Regions from separate parts of the Mus musculus genome. Here region 2 is linked to region 1. Evidence: chromatin contacts called from public HiChIP or PLAC-seq data. All regions are on one chromosome and are shown on one strand. Each heading gives the region's core, a stretch centred on a gene start, on an enhancer-like site or on the middle of the called end of the contact. The rest is flanking DNA. Distances are from core to core; before and after follow the strand shown.

Region 1 (2,700 bases), core at 60-2,559:
TTATTGTTAAATAGTGTTGTGTTGATGTGTCTGGCTCACAAAGGGTCAAGTGCCTGGACTATCTTGTTATTAAACTTGCCACAAGCTAGAGTCATCTGAGAAGAGGGGCTTTCAATTGGAAAAAAGGTGTCCTTAATATCTGGCTATAGGCAAGCCCTTAAGGCATTTTCTTCATTAGTGATGAATGGGGTGGGCCCAGCCCATTGCAGGTGGGAGACTTTCCTGGGCTGGTGGTCCTAGGTTCTATAAAACAAACTAATAAACTTTGCAAGCCATGATACAGCCAGTAAGCAGCACTCCACCATGGCCTCTGCGTCAGATCCTGCCTCCAGATTCTTGCCCTGTTTGAGCTCTTGCCTTCACTGCTTTCAATGATTGACCATGGTGTCAATCATTGAATCTTTTATTAACAAGACCAAGACATGAAAAAGGGACCTTTATCCCAGTGACAAAAAAATGTAGCCAGTCATTGTAGCTGTTGATTTCCTAAGGAGAGAAACTCATGATCAGTACTTTTTTCTTGTAACATGACCCGAGTAGAAGTTGATCATGCATTTATTTTTCTCGATTAAAAATTTAAAATAATTGAAGGGGGAGGTGGAGAGATGTGATGATTGACCATGGTGTGTAAGTGTAAGCAGAACAAACCCTTTTCTCCCCAAGTTGCTTTTGGTCATGGTGTTTCATCAAAGCAATAGAAACCCTAAGACTGTAGCCATAGCTGTGTTTCTCGGGATTACCTGGATTTAGGAGGTTTTACCCTCATGAGATGAATTTGGTGTCTTCCAGTGTCTTTTTTCCCTATGGCATTCTGTACAGCCACCTAAGTGAAGTCCCCAACTTCTAGCATAGGACCCTTCCATTTTGGGCAGCTGCCTGGTAAAGTTCCCAAACAAGTAGGGAATCAGATCATTTTAGGAGCAGCTCTCTTCCTCTCATCAAAAGGCCATCCACCCCATCTCCGTAAATCCCGGGAGAGTCCACACAAAGCCCAGCCTGCCACAGTTATAATAGTAATTTGCCTAAATTGCATCTTGGGTATCTTGTGGGTCCTCCAGGTTCACAGGGTGAAGGTACTCTGAGTATATTTTCTTTCCGAGGCTTCTTATCGCAGGTCAGCGCCTTGCCTCCGCCATGACCCGGGGCTCTCTGCTCTCCGCTCTCCGCCCTCCGTCCAGGAGCCTGTGCAGCACAGGAAGCCCCCCGCCCACATGTGTCCAGCTGCTCCTGGGACCGGCTTCTCCTGCCGGCGAGCTGCGGGGCGGCGCGAGCTGACGTCACGGCGGTCGGGCGCCTGTGCGGGGCGGGCAGACGCTCCTGGCGGGCGAGCGTGTGCAGGTCTGAGTGTGTGCGAGTTCTGGCGCGGCTGCTGCTCCGCCAGGGACCGCGAGGTGAGCGGAGTGCGGGGAAGCTCCGGGAGTGTGCTAGGCGCCGCGGGGGCGAGTGGCGGCCCTGTGGGGCTCGGCGTGGGGGCGAGGGGGACCGCGTGGTGTGGGTTGTGAAAGTGAGGAGGAAACAAGGACTGACAGTTCAGTCATTTCTCCAGAAGCTTGTGCGGTGCGGTGATAGCAGGAGGATAAAGTCCAAACCTGTTTGCTCCAACTGTTTGGAAAGGATAAGACTTCTTGAATGGATAGATTAAACTGCCTGAACGACAGTCAGCCCCACAGTGGAGAAGTTTTCAAGGGGACTGAAGAGCACCTACCCCAACCCCGGGCCTAAAGTTTCTCAATTTTAGGTGTATTGTTACTTTCTGGGTTCCCTTTCTAACCTTTCTGTGGAGAGTTGAATCTTATTTTTATCGTTATGTTTTGCCTTTGACCTTACATTTTGTTCTTTGTCAGTTGCACGCGTGGATGAAATGCATTCTGATTACTCTTTTCCGTTTTTCTACTTTCATTTATTTATTTATCTATTCGTTTATTTATTAATTTTCGACTGAAGGAGTCTTTCTATGACTCCCAGACTGCCTAAGACCTCGAGCTCAAACAATTCTGATGTCTCAGCCATTCCAGCACTGGGACTATTCCAGGGCACTGTCATACCAAGCTATTGAGTTTTAATAATTAACTTTAAAATTTGACCTGCTTATTACAGTAGTTACCAAAATAATACTGAAAAGGTTTCTGTGGAGAGTCGAGTCTTAACTTTTATCGTTACTTTTTTCCTTTGCCTTACAGCCGTTTCCCATTCGCTGGGAAGTCCCTGAGGGAGTTTGAGCTCATAATTCATTTACTTATAAAGAAAACTGAAGTGTTTAGGGATTCATTCAAAGGTGGTAGTATAACAGTTATTTAAAATAGATATGAGTGGATAGGGGTTGACCAAGATTATTTCTCCTGCCCCAGTGATGATTAATCTCAGTGGTATGTGCATTTTCTCAGGAAGGGTGAATGCAGTCTTGGTGAGATCAGAGACACTGTGGAAGCTGGGTTGATGTCTGATTTGTATTGAGCCTGGGGGAAATGGCTAGAAATTAAAGTAACATGTCCTAAATCCTTCAAGTTATCCTGCAGGATAAAGAGTACGTTTTGTGACTTCCCTCTGATGGCATTCCAGGTAGTCATCCTTCAAAGAAAGAGTGAGACTCCCAGAGGGCCTATGACCCTAACTGTCTTTATTCAGGAAACTGGCCTGGCTCATAGCTCATCATGATTATAATGGAGAAAAGAAGGCATAGGAAGTAAGGGACAACTGTTG
Region 2 (2,700 bases), core at 16-2,515, 37 kb after region 1:
CCAGTCTTCACAGTTCATGATTCTCTTTTTCTAATTTACCTTGCTTCTTGCCAAATATGGCCTTCACAAATTACTGTATGTCACGCAGGAGAGATACCGTCGGGGTTAAAGACCATATACTTCTCTTGCAGAGGACTAAAGTTTACTATATCACTCTCATTAGAGAAATCACAGTCATGTCTAACTCAAGCTCCAATAGGAGCTGACACTTCTGGCCTCCTTGGGTGTCTGCTCTCATGTACACTCGTGTGTATGTGCACATGCACACACACACTTCATTTTTTGAACCAGAAGACTTGGCTTTTTTCATATATACAAATGTGTTTGCTACATAGAACATTAAATGTATGCCCATAACTATTTTTAGTTCTGTTCAAGCTGTACTTTATATTTTGATACTGTTAAAGCACTAAGATTTTTTTTCAGTTTTGAAAATCCAAGATATATAAATGAATATTTCATTTTCTTTAGACGAATATTATATTTTAAAATTACCTGTGAATAATATATTAATAAATAGAATCCTTTAGATAAATAATATTATGCACCACTTTCATAAGCCAGCCAAGCTTATAAAATAAACTCTGAAAGCTCTATCAGTACATAGTTTGCACATATATAAGTAAGTGTAGTCTTCCAAAGTATAATTTTAGGAGTACTCACTATTCCAAACTACACCCCTTGCTGTTTGAATCATCTTTAAAAGAATTTTTCTCCAAAGTGATCCTGATGCAGTCTCCTTGATGCACATATAGAGTAGGTGCACAGATGGATATGTATGTGAGGATGTAGAGAATTAGCAACTCAGGTATGTTGTGGTAACCATAGGCGCATAGCTTGCTGATGTGGATGGACATGCAATGAGAGAGGACACAGGTAATAGAAGCTTGGATACGCCCAAAAATAGCAAGGTGGATGGATGAATTCGTTTGTGTTCATTGTGACAGTGACACTTCACAGGCATGGACTCTCTAAAACTCGCTTAGGTGGGGCCCAGTTCACTCTAACTTCCTTAGCATCCAAAATTCCATTGTCAGAATTTATTCCTGTGTGCTTTAATTTTTTTTTTTATCTTTAACATTAACAGAAAAGGCATCGTGCTTTCATTCTTGTGTGAAACTTTTTGTTTATTAGCAGGAAAGCTTAGTTCATTACAGATCAAAGCTTTTAGACTCTGAAACTTTGGTTTGGTCTCAAACAACCTTTGAGGTTGCCCTATGTACTGTACATGGACCCAGTGTGTCACCTGGGACTTCACTGGCCATGACTGGTAGATCTAGGGCCTACCCACCCTGCTGACTTGTCAGTTCCCTGGCAGCAAATGCTTTCATTTTCAGCTTAATGTGAAAAGTAGTCTAGTAACATACACTGTTCCATATTTTATCAGGAACCAATTGTAACCTACTGTCTAAAATACTTATGAGATTGGATTTTGTAAATGTATCTTAAAATAATAAGATGCAAGCATTTTAACCTCTAATGGACATTCTTTCTTTCATTTTTCTTTTTGAAAAGTTAATTGTTACAGTCATACTGGGGCTTATTATTGGTGCCATTTACTTTGATCTGAAATATGATGCCGCTGGAATGCAAAATAGGTAAGTAAATTTGGATATTTTTTCCCCATTCTGTAGGATAAAAATTACCATGGCTTTCCAAATCTGAAGTCCCAAAAATCCACATTCTTCCAAACAAAAGCATGGTCAGGCCTATCACAGCAATACCCCATTCCCTGGTACCAACTTCTTAGTTAGGGTTTTACTGCTGTGAACAGACACCATGGCCAAGGCAAGTCTTTTAAAGGACAACATTTAATTGGGACTGGCTTGCAGGTTCAGAGGTTCAGGCCATAATCATCAAGGCAGGAGCATGGCAGTGTCCAGGCAGGCATGGTACAGGAGGAGCTGAGGTTCTACATCTTATTCAGAAGTCAAACAGGAGAAGACTGGCTTCCAGGCAGCCAGGAGGAAGGTTTAAAGTCCATGCCCACAATAACACACCTATTCCAACAAGGCCACACCTCTTAATAGTGCCACTCCCTGGGCCAAATAGATACAAACCATCACAGTCGGAACTTGAAAACTGGCAGAGCTGGCGTTTTCGTACACACAAATCTCATAAATATGTATGTATTGATGTAACCATATAAAAATAAGTATATCTTTTTAACCAGTTTTAAGTATGTACTTCCATGGCATTAATAACATTGACACTACTGTGCTGACAACATCCAACTGCAGATGAGCACTTTCTTCAATGCATCCGCCATATCCATTAAGTAATTACTCAGTGCCCACCTCATCTCTCCCTCTGGGAAGCGCCATCCTACTCTGTGTCCTTAAATTTGACTACTGTAGAGACTTACTATATGTGGAGTCGTAAATATCTGTCCTTTGATGACTGACTTATCCCTTAGTGTAATGTCTTAATCCATTTTGCAGCTTAGTTAGTAAGACTTGCCTTCATAAGGCTGATTTAGTTCACAATGTGTGTTTGTGCATTATCTACCTGTCTAGCTATCTGTTTAACTATCTATCCATCTAGTTTATCCAATTACCTGTTCCTGAAATTTTGTGTTGCTCCCACTCTTTAGTTGTGAATAATACGATTCTACAGGTAGATTTTGCATCCCTGTTTTCAATTCGCACAGGAACCTTACCAGGAAATTGCTAAATTGTGATAATTTTCTGAGGAAATGTA

What was found. HiChIP or PLAC-seq counts read pairs in DNA pulled down with a chosen protein or histone mark.
Region 2: a contact with region 1 is called in an H3K4me3 HiChIP or PLAC-seq map of intestinal villus epithelium, with 13 read pairs. The contact joins the enhancer-like site here to the promoter of Abcg2 in region 1. A contact is called at or near these places in 1 of 39 promoter capture datasets (embryonic stem cells), 1 of 15 datasets of contacts at CTCF or cohesin (CD8 T cells), 5 of 484 Hi-C or Micro-C datasets (cerebral cortex, embryonic stem cells, megakaryocyte-erythroid progenitors and 1 more), 7 of 115 datasets of contacts at active chromatin or transcription factors (CD8 T cells, embryonic fibroblasts, embryonic stem cells and 3 more) and 3 of 9 other capture datasets (adipose tissue, liver and pancreatic islet).

The regions. Positions count from the first base shown.
Region 1 is chr6:58,639,237-58,641,936 of GRCm38.p6, forward strand. Abcg2 (ATP binding cassette subfamily G member 2 (Junior blood group)) reads left to right here and starts at 1,310. Exons shown (of 16, transcript NM_001381927.1): 1 at 1,310-1,391.
Region 2 is chr6:58,676,761-58,679,460 of GRCm38.p6, forward strand. Abcg2 (ATP binding cassette subfamily G member 2 (Junior blood group)) reads left to right here. Exons shown (of 16, transcript NM_001381927.1): 10 at 1,516-1,598. Among named protein-coding and RNA genes, the nearest start is that of Abcg2, 38 kb to the left of the region's middle. Within about 2 kb of position 1,266, at least 7 of the 459 cell types and tissues checked have an H3K27ac peak or open chromatin away from gene starts, as enhancers often do. A contact at or near this core is called in intestinal villus epithelium, where this site is marked.